Linked DNA regions of Zea mays: region 1 is linked to region 2. The links are chromatin contacts, called in public Hi-C maps. All regions are on one chromosome and are shown on one strand. The core of a region is the stretch at or near the end of the contact, and the rest is flanking DNA. Distances in the headings are between cores, read along the strand shown.

What was found. Hi-C and Micro-C count contacts between places; a contact is called where the count stands out from the background.
Region 1: a Hi-C map of ear shows a contact between it and region 2, with 2.7 times the contacts expected there. The contact joins the promoter of LOC100192460 here to the promoter of LOC100286057 in region 2. A contact is called at or near these places in 2 of 25 Hi-C or Micro-C datasets (ear and tassel).

What each region holds. Positions count from the first base shown.
Region 1 is chr8:93,850,426-93,857,786 of Zm-B73-REFERENCE-NAM-5.0, forward strand. LOC100192460 (transferase) reads right to left here and starts at 4,563. Exons shown (of 7, transcript NM_001137680.1): 1 at 4,117-4,563; 2 at 2,641-2,790; 3 at 2,465-2,547; 4 at 2,294-2,393; 5 at 1,354-1,467; 6 at 771-913; 7 at 82-528. The coding sequence starts at 4,556. The coding sequence ends at 431.
Region 2 is chr8:93,521,266-93,527,600 of Zm-B73-REFERENCE-NAM-5.0, forward strand. LOC100286057 (ubiquinone biosynthesis protein ubiB) reads left to right here and starts at 3,045. Exons shown (of 7, transcript NM_001372017.1): 1 at 3,045-3,442; 2 at 3,560-3,790; 3 at 4,181-4,516; 4 at 4,768-5,323; 5 at 5,419-5,605; 6 at 5,697-6,063; 7 at 6,152-6,335. The coding sequence starts at 3,101. The coding sequence ends at 6,271.

The DNA.
Region 1 (7,361 bases), core at 3,313-5,812, 330 kb after region 2:
TCTCTCTCTCTCTCTCTCTCTCTCTCTGTTTGTCTTCTCCAAACGGCATTAGTGCAAAACGAACGCCTGCACTGAGTCTCAGAAAACAAACCATGGAATGCCCACCGTCTGGTCAGCGAAGAATGAAACCACATAGGTCACTCTGTGTACAATTTATACTACATCATACAGCCAAGAATGTCTCTGTGCCCTCATTGGTTCCACCGATTAGTAAAAGGTACAAGTACAACACGTCATCTGAACCCATATTGGGTAGACTCGAAATACTACATGTAATGTGATGGTGTCGATTCTCCAAGAACTCTCCATCGCTGGTGTTGAAAGGTCACTAATGATACAGCAGTATGGAAATGCAGTCGACGACAAAACCAGTGCTCTAATTGGAGTATCACCGCCATAGCTTTTTCAAGGGCCAAAACTGTTTCGGTTTCTATTCTTCCTCCTCCACCTCAGGTGGCAACGTTGGGCTCTTTGAGCACACAGTGGTGTTATGGAGCTGCTTTATTTTGTCAGCGACGTTACAAGTACCTGGAATTAGATGAGAATTTGTCACAGCAAATTTCTGTGCTTATATTTGAGTCCAAATACTATGAACAATGTTAATTCTCCCGTATGAGTAGTACTGACACATCTAATATGCTCTTGGCAAGGTATAAAAGTATGGGCGTGCTAGCCATTTTGCAGCAATTAGAAGTATCAATATTTGATTGCAAAACTGATTCAGACTTACGTATTGCTATGATTATGAAAGAGAGTTTCTGAATACACACCTGAGCATTTCTTACTGTCCCATACAGCGATGGAGGTAGGGGTACATACTGAATCACACATTGCTCGGTTGTCTTCATGCTTTACATTCATAGCAAGCATCCATGCGCCGATTGTAACATCTTCATAATCAAACATCCTTAAGCTGGATAATGCAGGAATGTATAATGACTATTTCGAATACACAAGAAACAAAGAGCACAGTGAAGTCATAATAATATTATGTACACTCTATTACCATTAACCCTGTAGTTCATTTTGCTTTGATAAAAAAACAAACCCTACCGTTACACAAAAAAAAACTCTAGTATAATGCGAAATATTGATATCTGGGTGTGCCCTGCATATCTTTAACTTACATGCATACAGACCATCTAAATGGCATTCCTTAGAAACATGAAATCTTGGATTAACACACTCCCATATTAAGGTGAAAAGGAAGGTCAATCCAAAATATGAGAAGTCCGTAGCATGTTGCATGTCTAAGTACAAGCATACTAATGTTTGGGTGTAAGCCTGCTGGATGCACTTCAATTTTCCATGTTTTAGGTGAAAAGAGAAGTCACAAAATTATAAGTGACCAACCTATCACTCTTTGCAGTAGCTAGAGCTTCAACCACCTCAGAAGAAAGAGCATATAGTGAACCAGATGCATGCATGAAGTACTCGTTACCCAACAGTTCCCAAGAACTTTCGTACCTGAAATTGAAACAGGAACACTTCAAAGAATAGTATTAATGTGAAGGCAAAGGGATCAAGAAGCTGACAACATCCAGTACATCTTGGTCTCCTGTGTATGCAGTTTATTGTGTTACAGAAGCTGGGTTTACAGGCTCTTGTTCCTGACTATAGTTCTTGTGCATGGTGCTGCCATGCATTCAAAAGGGTGGACAACCAGTGTAGAAAAGTTTGAAACATTTCTGCTCTTCTGCTGGTTTGGGAGCTATGGAAACATCACAACGGTTGTTTATTCAACAGGGCTTCATGAGTTCAAACTTGGTGGTAAGGGCAGTAGTGGAGTAGCGTCACTTATGGTGTGCAGCTGGGGCCAAAACTTCCATAACATTTTCTAAGGCCTGCTGTCTCAGTTGTTTGGTCACCTTTTATTTTACTCAGTTGCGTGCCTGTTCTTTGGTTATGGGGGTATGATTGTGTTTGTTGTGTCACTTTGTGTTCAGTAAGAAAATAACAACAATGCCATGGATGCAAAAGAGATGTATGTCAATCAGTTTATAAGGCACATATGTCCCAGATTTTTTTAACGTAAAGGAAGGAATTCTGTCTTTCAATTAAGATAGGGATAAAGCAGGTTTATATGTACAGGATGCAGCATATGCATAGCGAAAAGACAAGATACAGATCCCCCTTTGCTCTAGCCCCGCCACCCACCCACCCACCCCCACCAACCCACCCCCGACCCCACACAGCGCGTGATGGACCTCTTTTTTTGCCCTATGTCCCGGAAATTAAACTGACCATTTTATTTGTAGTACATAGTTCCCAGAATAGGGAATGAGTAACTGACCATTTCAAATTTGGATCATTGACAACTGGTCCTTTTTTCATGCAACCGATGTATGTCTTGTGCTGAGGTCTTTCTTTTGCAAGAAGAGCAGCAAGTCTATCTGCCCTAGAAATACGAGTCATATAACAGGTCTAAGAAACAGCAATTGTACAATATAGTCACTAACTTCACCTGGGCGCAGGTAGATATCATCACTAGCTTTGACATAGAATTCTGCATTGAACATGTGGTAAGCTGCTTTGAAAAATGCTAACCTATCAAACAGGTAACAGAAGTGGGGCTGATTAGATTAACCACATGTAAGTTCACAGGTACCATATAACGATAAAGAGTGTACAGAAGCTTACATCGTCTGTGGGGGCTTTGTGGCCTCATCAGCATCAATAAACAAAAAGTCATGATAAGTATCCGCCTCTTTCTGAAGATCTTCCATTTTATCTTTGTCCTTTGGCCGTCTAGCGACAAACCTAAATGATAATCCAGTTCCATGTTCTAAACTGCAACACCGAAGAAATGGCCACAGTAAGCCCCCAATAACTTCAACATGATACAACAGAATAGTTCTTGCACATGAGCACAGATGTCCGAGTCCAACATCAATTTAGGTATTTGATTTGTCCAAAATACGAAGGGACATGAACACCGAGTCCAAGAACCCATTATGCTTGTGCATTCAAAAGTGTTACAGCTTCTTCATGCATTCTTTTGTTCAGGAACTATAAGATGCACAAAACGTAACATGGAAATAAGGTGATTAATTCTGTCCATACAAACTATAAGGCCAAGAAAAGGAAAACAGAGAACATTACTAGATTTGAAAGAGATTAATCAATTTTGCCTCATAATCACACATTCATGGCCCAGTCTAAAAAACAGTGAATTGTATCTCAGATCACTTTGGTCACACTATACCATAAATGTGACAAGCTGTCAGTAAACAATAAATGGTAAAACATTTTATCCTACTTTTCTCTAGGGCCAAGGAGTACAGTAACTGAATGCAGAGTCGTGTAATAGAACATTTCAAGAGACATTGCAACACTCAGAACTCCAAAAAAGATAAGGAAAAAATAAAAAGGAATGGAAAGAAAATAGCTAAACATACTTTCCATATAGCACACATACTTTTTCAATCAACTAATAACATAAATTTGTTTCAAATGAACTGTTTTGGATTTAAAATTATATCTACTCGGTGGATATCGAATCTCCTTTCTTCACCGAGTCTTCATATATACTTTCTACTATGCATTTCATGACACCTGATATACCAAGATTTGTACTGCACTTCGAACACGGGACTCCTGCTTTGAAATGATTAGAATTGCAATACAAATTAAATTTCAGTTCAAATGATATAACTTATTAATGCATTGTGACATGATGGAACCAAATTTGTATGGCTATTCGAAGTTTCCATCACTGCCTATATGCTTGTTACACCATAACCTCTTGTTCATGTTAACAATCATTCATGAGAATTCAAATTATAGTAAATGGCAACTAGTGGCAGAAACCAATGAATCAAATCGACCCAGCTAGTAAGACTCACACCACCCTGCCCAATTGGAGAAAAAAACTGCATTCTCAAATAGTGAGCATTTGCAATTGAAGCAGATGAGCCAGAGATCTAAGCTACAAACAACCTTATTAGCAGGAAATGCAAGTAACAGCAAGCGCACAAGCAACATCTTAACTGATCACACCATGGTAGCAGTTAGATACTAAAATAGCTAGAAGTTTTTAGTATATACGCGACACGAGTAGCAGCAATCTACATCATGAATCTACTCAGATCCAAAGCTTATGGAAGTGTGCGGAACCTTACGATGCCTTCGGGGTTGAGCGGGAACCAGGTAGCGCGGAGCGCAGCGCGTCGGGCAGCGGAGAAATTCCCATGCTCCGTGTGTACGCCAACGACAGCGAGCACCTTCTCCCTGTCGCCGGCAGAGAAGTTGCCGTGCGAGGAGGCCGCTAGGAAGGAACGGAGCGAATCCTCGGCGCGGCCACAGCGGAAGGCGACAGTAGGCGGAGGCTGCGGCAGGGACTGACGGTTGCGGCTGGTGGAAACGGCGAAGGCGAAGGAGGCAGCGGCGAGGACGAGGCAGGCGACGGCGAAGAAGAGGAGGAGGCGGTTGGTAGAGGCGGGGGAGGAGGGGAAGGTGGGGGTGTACGGCCGGCGCGGCTTGGCCTCGTCATCGGAGCGGCGGTAGGGGAGGAGATCTTCGTCATGGTGGCGGTGCTTAGGGTGATGGAGCGGCATTTTTGCGATTGCTTCTAGAGGGTTCTAGAAGGAGTGTGAAGGAAGTCAAGGAACAAGAAGCAGAGGAGGTTGAGAGTTGGTTTGATCTGATCTGACTGTTCGAGCAACGTTGCTTTGGGTTTAAGCTAGCTTTAATACGATAACCACGCTTTTACTTGGACAGTTGTATTGCTAATCCTTTTCACTGACTGTGCAAACAAAACACAATTACAAAAATAGAATAAAGTTTTTAAAAGCATTTAAAGAAGATGAAAAAGTTATTTTGAAACATAATACACATAAAAATGTTATTTTGAAAATTCACCATAACAAGGGTTTGAACTAACAAATTAATTTGTACATAATATATTTCCTTTAAATATGACAAATAGTCAATTTTATTTTATTTAACTATTTTGTATCAAGTTATAGTACTTTGCCAATTTGTATTTGAAATTGTCCTTCAAAATTGGTGGTTCTTAAAATAAGTCTTCACTACCTTCGTCAAACTATATTATTGTTGGTCACTTATTTTCAATTATTGTATACAATCAAAAAACAAAACAACACAATGTTAAAAAATAGAAGCCCTCATCCTTGAAGTGTTCTCCCTTTGGGACAACTGCTCAAGAACGAAGGTTTGATGTAATCAAATGGATTGCACACAAAAATATAACAACAAATTACACAATAATATGACGAAGTTAAGTATGATAACTCATCTCAAGTGTCTTTAGCGTTCCATTTCTTTTCACGCAAAACAAGTTTACAATCATACCTTCGGCTTATTAATGCAAGGTAGCGTGAAGGTGTTTCGGAGATTGAATTATGAGGAATTATAGCACCTGGCTAAATGTACTTTATGCAGGGTATTATTCATCTATTTATATGGCAGAGGTACAACTTCATATGAAATTACAAGTATGTCCACAAAACTTGTACATACGATTTACAAATGATGCAAGGGTATGTCTTCTATCTTTATCATCTAGGCTACAGAATCTTGTGAATACCTTCTGTCGGCTTTGTTTGACTTCTGCCTTCGCCCCCTGTATAGCTATGACGAAGCTAATGCCTTCGTCCTTTTTCCTGGTCTGTTCCGAAGATGACTAGCACTGAAGCACCTGCAACACCTAGAGATGTATCGAGAAACAATGGTTATCTATGTTTTTAGGATCTTCGAAAGATGAAGGCCCCAAACAGTAGCCCTTCGCAGTATTAGTTTGTTTCCTTGTAACGAGCTCAGACTGCGGAATGAATAGAGGCCTTATGCCGAAGGTTCGAAAAAATACCTTCCCGTCGTCAAATAGCGAAATTTCTGAAATGCGGGGCCATTTTGCAGTGGTAGTTTGCTTATAAATAGAACGACCATCGCAAAATATTTATCGTGTTATTCAGTTGTTTTGTCGCTTTGAGCCATTGAGCGTTGCGCTTGTTTTTAGCTTCGGTTGCTTCTGGTTTGAGCTAAGATAGCTGAGGGCAAGAAGAGTGAAGATCTTGCTCTAGTTGGGTTTTATGAAGTTATGGAAAAGAGTAATGCTATGAAGATTGCAAGCGAGATACTAGCCGAATTGTCGGATGATTCCGAGGATAGTGAAGATTTTGACTTTGGAAGTGATGCTAATGATGCCGAAGATCGGCCATGGAGACCGAGCCATGTTAACTTCAGGAAGTCAACCGTGAAAAAGGGACATGTTGAGGCTATGAAAGGTAAATATTTTTCATGGTGTATCTATAGTGAGGCCTGGTGTAACACCTCTGGTGTTACGAGAACTAAAACTTTTGCATGACATCATATGCATTAGAATTTCATTATGTATGATACACCTAGAATGCATCCACTAGGCTAAAATTTCAAAACAAACATGTGATGTAATGCTTGCTTGGGTTTATGATCTAGAAAGGGGATTCTTAACCCTAGGTTGGAGTACATCTCTCAAAGGACTAGAAGTTTGTAACCTTATGTGGTGAACATTAAGGAGTGATCTTGCTAATTTGGTAAAAGTGTTCAAGAAATAATGGCATAGAGAGATTGAGTTCTTAATGGACCCTAGGACACCCACAACCCTAATTTGGAACACAAAAACCCTAATTAGTGCCCTATAGGGTGATTTCAAATTCTATGCACTTTTTTCCAAAAGTGTATATATCAAAGTGGTAGAGTAATAAAAACTAAGCAACATTTATATTTGGAGATTTCCATGTTTTGTGGTGGAACTTGGAGTAATTTGCAAAACTCCATAAGTACCCCTACCCTTGAGCTCTGAAAAAACAGTGTGGATGAGCTAACTTTGGACTCTTGTATCTCTTGATGCATAAGGAGTTTGCTACAAGTCACCATAACAAAGTTGTAGAGCTACTATAGTAGTACAAATTTGATTAGTGACTTAGCCCAAGAATTGTATAGAAAATGGAGTAAAATTTCCTAGAAGTCGGGTTGTCAGTCAAGCAGTAACCTGAAAACAGACTATTAGTGGTATTTGATCAACTTTGGAGCCAAATTGTGCTTGATCTAGTGAGTAAATGACCAAGATCCTTATGACAAAGTTGAAGATGGTATATAGGAGAATAACTTTGATGCAATCGGGTTAGTAGTTCACCCCATGGGAATTGAAGAAAAATGCCCCTCAAGTTGCTCTATCATGCATAGTGAATGGAGTTCTGCGTGAACAGTAACTAAAGAAGATCCTAGGTTCAGAGAACCTTGCCGATGGCGACCTCCGCGCGGTGATTCGAGCTGGTCGTCGAGATTCATGCTCAGTTCGAGTGGGATATTACTGCGGGGATGAAAAGATCAGAGGGGGGTAGGATTGAGCCAGCCCTGCC
Region 2 (6,335 bases), core at 1,795-4,294:
TTCCGAGCCGTGATGTTGTTCGCCCGCAGCACACCGCGGATCCAAGGCGGACACCCACTCTAACGAGCAATTGGCATGCCACTGGAGGATCTTCGTGTCTGGAATATCTTCGACCATGCACAGGTACTCTCGGTGGCCTTCCATGCCCCCGTATAGAGGTAGAATCGACGGTGAAGTCTCAAATCGATGGTGGTGGCGACTTCTCTCCCTTTCTCTCTCCCCTCTGCTTGATTGATGTCGCTCTGCTCCACCCGATGACTTCGGTGCTGCCTCAATGGTCAAGGGGGGGTCGACTTATATACCCCAGAGGCGCAAGCAACCAGGTCCGGTTGATTCAATCTCTAACAAACTCTCCATTCCTCCGTGCGGCGCAGTGAAATCCGGGGAAGAATCTTCTGCCCACTGGGCCCACACGCAAGTAGACGCAAGTGATGACATGCAAGTGAAGAACCTTACACTTCAGATGAGCCCCCACCATAAGTGAGCTCATGCACATTATTCCCCACAACTTGTTGAACGATGAACATATGTGAGCTCACTCTAGCTAAACTCACACCATGTCAAGGATAGGTACCGCAAGATGAGGAGCATGAAGGATGCTACAATGAGTTCGGAGAGGTCTAGGCTGTCATCTCACAGTCAACTATGGTTATAGAGGATCATTGTCGTCATATGATGTAATTATTTAGCTATTTTGTACAAAACTCTATTATGTAATAAAGATGTGACATTGATTTCTGTACCATGAGTCATCATATGTGTGAGACTTGATCCTAGGACACATTTGAGACACGCCTAGATTTGTCCTTAAATCCGGGTGTGACACGAGGCTAGCCTTCACTGTCCAATCAGTGCACGTAAAACCAGTTATCCGTCCAACCACCCCACTTATTCTTGGAGCATGGGACAAGCTCAAAAATCTTCCCCGTAGTATTCCCCATCTTCCGGGTGAAAGTGCAGCTCCTAAACTGTTCGATAATCCCATCCACAACCCTCTTTCGCTAGTGTAAACAATAATGCTTAGAGAAGACCTCCACTGATGGAGTCCCCCAAAAGTGGTAGTCACCCACATAAACTTGCTTAGGGCAAACATGGCATTCGGAGCAGCTGATGGAGTTGAACCCTAAACTTCTCCAATACCCTCAACAAGAAATCATGGCAGGGTAACCGAAGCCTGGCATTGAAAAAACTTTCAAAGGCCACCACCTCGCCTACTAGCACTGGTGTAGTCTTCGCACTACTCTCAAATTTGGTTTTTATTCACTCTAACTCATATTTTAGACCAAGTTTGTGTTGTTTGAGTTAAGTTTTGTAGGATCACCTGTTCACCCCTCTAGGTGCTCTCAGTTACCATGTGGTAATTACCCCATGGCACAAAATATTCCTATGATGTGGAAGGTAACTGGGGCATAACTGTACTTGGTCTTACCTACCCCTACCTGCTCCTATAAATGCCTCCGCCCTATAGTAGGGTGGGACACACATAACGATACGCTATAGTTCCCTACCTAACATTTTGTTGTGCATCGTGTCTCTCTCCTATCCCCGAGTGTCTGGGTCCACTTGTCGGGACCCAACATAGACATCTCTTGCCTCGAGCTTTTGCTTCCTATTGGATGTGTTAGGACCATCGATGATGTACATAATGTCCTGCATCGGCTCTAGGAATTTGTCCATCATCTGAGTCATTTTCTTGCTGGTCTCTAGCTTCTGGGCCTCAGTCTCCGACTCCTTTAGTAGTTTTTGCGTGAAACCCCGGATATTTCGGAAGTCATGATTAATGTGATGGCCATGTGGATGGAAGATGCATCACCCTTCCATGGTGTTTTGGAATTTGCTATTGTAATCTTATTTCCTGGTGGAGTGTTGCCTCGACGTGTCGAGTCCCTCGCTCAACAACATTGACTAGGCGGTCCTGCCTGCTCTTCTGGCTCTTCTCTAGCTCAGCCTTCTGCTCCACCTTTCCCTTGTCCTTGAGGACATGTTCTACAACACCTCTTAGCTCATGATGTATTTACTGGCCACCTCGAAGAGGGGAGATGAAGTTTAGATCCATGCGAATGAGCCTTCATGGAAGTTCTCGGTCCCTGAGGTCTTTGCGAAAGACGTAGACATGTCTTCTCAGACATGCTTGAAACATCAGCTTACACGTCATGCCAATGCTTGATGTACCTGTGCATAGTCCCATATTCCTACTGCATGACTTGCATGAGGTCTTAGGGATGTTTGGTTACTAGGGACTAATTTTTAGTCTTTAGTCTATTTTAATCTCTAAATTGCAAATACGGAAATGGAAATAGAGTTTTAGTTTCCGTATTTGATAATTTATAAACTAAAATTTAATAAAATAAAAGGACTAAAAGTTAGTCCCTAGAAACCAAATACCCCTTATTGTGTAGGCAACGACTTGCAAGCAGTCCTTCTATGCAAACGTGTAAGCAAACTATCTGATCCATTAGATCGTGATCCAACCGTAGGTCACATTTAACATTTAAACCCTTCCACCATCACCTCAATAATATTTATAAAAAATCTCCTAACAAACTATGGTTGTATCTATGGTTGGATCGTAATCTAATGGATCAGATGGTTTGCTTGTACGCTTGCACAGAAAGACTGTTTGCATAATAATCGTTGCCTATTGTGTATTCTCCTATTTGCAGGTTATGCTAAAGTTATTAATAAATAATTAAATAGATACTTCAGCAGTTCAGCTACCCCATGAACGACATAGCTAGCCATGAGGCCAAACAACTCTGTTGTACCTCACACACATTGGCAAGTATCCCACTCCTTGCCCAGCACGTCAACACAGTGTTTCTCCAGAATATACTGCAGTCTGCGGCTTGGTCAGTTGCCGAAGCCGTGCAGTCTGCGGCTCCTGCCTACAGCTACAGGTGCCGTGAGCGTCGACGACGCCGCCTCTCGTGCTCTGTCTGTGGCGCACATCAAATCCTCTCGCAGAACAGCCAAACCAACCACCAAAATGTAAGAACACACGCCCGGCGCTGTGACGCCTACGCTACTAGTCAGTACTCAGTACAGTAGTCACCCCCAAAGCTCCGCCTACGCACCTCTTCCCACTCGCCCGGCCGCGGCTATGGCGGCCACCACGTCCACAACGCCGGCCGTCTCCTTCTCCCTCCCCTCGCCCCCGCACCGCCAAGGGGCCCCGCGCCGCCGCGCGCCTTTCCTCCTCCGTGCCGCCTCCACCGCGGCGCCCCCCTCCCCCGACCTCTCCATCCAGCTCTCGCCCCGCGCGTCCCCGCCCGCGTCGACAAACGGCGCCGCCACCGCGCTTGGACGCCCCGTGGCCGCCTCCTTCGCCCGTGACCGCGCCGAGGACCTGCAGGCCGAGGCCCGCGCCATGGCCCGCGCCGCCGGCGCCACAGTCTACAGCCCCGAGCTCCTCGCCTCCCGCTACGGCTCCCGCCCCTTCAAGGCACGCGCCCCGGGCTCAGGCCTCCACCAATTTTGGACTTGATCTACCTCTGCTCCGCAACCTCAGTGCTCGGATTTTGATTCATGCTCCCCTGACTGCTGCTATGTAATTCATCAGGTGGCGCTCCGGGCAGCGGAGGTGCTGTCCAAGCTGGCGTCGTTCGGGGTGAAGGTCCTGCTGGACGAGCGGAGAGGGGAGTCGTCCTCGGAGAGGAGACGCGCCAGAGCGGTGGAGTTGCGCAGCATCCTCACCAGACTGGGCCCAACCTTCGTCAAAATTGGGCAGGGTCTGTCCACACGCCCCGACCTCTGCCCGGTCGAGTACCTCGAGGAGCTCGCCGAGCTGCAGGTGCGTCCGTTTCCCATTCTTTGCTTGCTTGGCCTTGTATGTGATTTAAGGTAGTTTCAGGATAGCACTATCAATGCCATTAGAGCTTTTTTCTGGTGGTGAAAGTAGAGCATCACTACGCCTAATCTCATATTGAATTGTGATTCATTCAACATGCATATACTACTGCCCAGGGTTTCTCCCATTATGAGATGCTTTGCAGTTTCTAGTGGTGGCTGGGCGTCGTTGGTCACTTATGAAACAGCTAATAAGTGGTTTGGATGGATCCGGTTCCATCTTCTAGAGTTCAAAATTGAGGATGCACTCCTCATTGTAACTTGCGAAGTTACTTCTAGTGCAAATTTTAGTTCCCTCACAAGTCCCAACTGTTGAGACTTCGCTTTCTTGCAGGATTCACTTCCCACATTTCCGGATGAGGATGCATTTGCATGTATTGAGAGAGAGCTTGGCTTCACGCTTGATTCAATCTACTCGGCAATTTCACCTTCCCCCATTGCAGCCGCTAGTTTAGGTCAAGTTTATAAAGCAAAGTTGAAATACTCTGGGAAGCTGGTGGCTGTGAAGGTGCAGAGACCCGGTATCGAGGATGCTATTGGGCTTGATTTTTATCTACTTAGAGGACTCGGGTTTCTTATAAATAAGTATGTTGACATTGTAACCAGCGATGTTGTTGCCCTTATGGATGAATTTGCACGGAGAGTTTTCCAAGAGCTTAATTATGTTCAGGTACATTTTTGCTTGTCCTTGTGTGAATTTATGTACACACATTCTGCTATGCTTCTCTTTCTGTCTGCATAGTACACATTGACCACTCTCCTATCCTATGTCTCATTTATGATGAAATAAGAATACAATGGAACAGGGGAAAAACACTGAAATTCTCAGTTTCTTCAACAGTAGATTATTGTAGTAGTTCTCCTTAGTTTGCCTAAAGGTTGTCATTTATCGTTGAATGTAAATAAGAATGCGGAATGCAGGAAGGCCAAAATGCAAGAAGGTTTAAAAAACTATATGCCGATAAGCAAGATGTCTTAGTGCCTGATATATTTTGGGATTACACAAGTGCTAAGGTTCTAACAATGGAGTGGATTGAGGGTGTAAAATTAAACCAACAAGCAGCTATTGAAAGTCAAGGATTGAAGGTTCTGGATTTGGTCAACATTGGTATCCAGTGTAGCTTGAGGCAGCTTCTGGAGTATGGTTACTTTCATGCTGACCCTCATCCTGGTAATATATTGGCAACACCTGAGGGGAAGCTGGCTTTTCTTGATTTTGGCATGATGAGTGAAACACCAGAGGATGCGAGGGTAGCCATTATAGGACATGTTGTCCACTTAGTCAACAGGGACTATGAAGCAATGGCTCGTGATTATTATGCACTAGATTTCTTGGAACCGGATGTAGATGTTTCCCCGATTGTGCCTGCTCTCAAGAATTTCTTTGATGATGCACTAAATGCAACAGTGAGTGAGCTGAACTTCAAGACAATAGTTGATGGCCTAGGTGCTGTTCTCTATCAGTACCCGTTCAATGGTAAGCTTGGCATTGTAGATTGTACAAATATTTGATCCTTGTCTAATTTTTCTCATAGCGTGATATAACTTCTAAAGCTCTTTATTCAATTCCAGTACCAGCATACTATGCATTGATACTACGATCGCTCACTGTACTGGAAGGTTTAGCACTCTATGCTGACCCTGATTTTAAGGTGCTTGCTGCATCGTATCCTTACTTTGCGAAAAGGCTACTCACTGATCCCAATCCATACCTCAGAGACGCTTTAGTTGAGCTTCTATTCAAGGATGGAAGATTCAGGCAAGTACCTGCTCATATGTATATATTTTAGTCTTTTGACAGATCAAAGAACCACTCAGGACAGCATTGTCTAACGTTCACGTCTCTGCAGATGGAATAGGCTTGAAAATCTTCTTGTTCAAGGGCGCCAAGATAGAGAGTTTGCAGCCAAAGATGCATTACAGCCTGTTCTAAAGCTTCTCCTGGGTCCTGATGGGGAGGAATTGCGTGTGTTGGTTGTGAAAGAGGCAGTTCGTGTAACAGAAGCCATCACTATTGGAACACTGATCGATTCATACAATGCAGCTCCAGCGTTTTTGAAGCCATTAATTTCCAGTGGCAATCCAGCCGGACCCTTCAAGTTTAGTGAGGCTGAACAAGAACAGATGTTGGAGCTCCGAGACCAGGTTTTCAGAGTATGGGGTCTTTTGAGATCCTCAAATAACTTTGATCCGAGCCTTTTGCAACCAATCGTTCAGGTAGACTGTTGCTAAACTTTCTTACTGTACTTTTCAACTGCTAGTCTGCATTGTGTGACTGATACAGAAGAGTGGTTGTGGTAATCAGGTGCTACAAGAACCAGAGGCCCGCGTCTTGGGTTCTCGTGTCGCAGGTGGTGTAACACAGCGCCTTGCGGCACGTCTGCTGCAACAGCTTCTCAGGATCCCTTCTCCTGGATCTTCGTAACAGATTATATAGAGATGGGCTCGTATGAAGCATGTAAATTGACACGATACTTTTGACAGGAAAC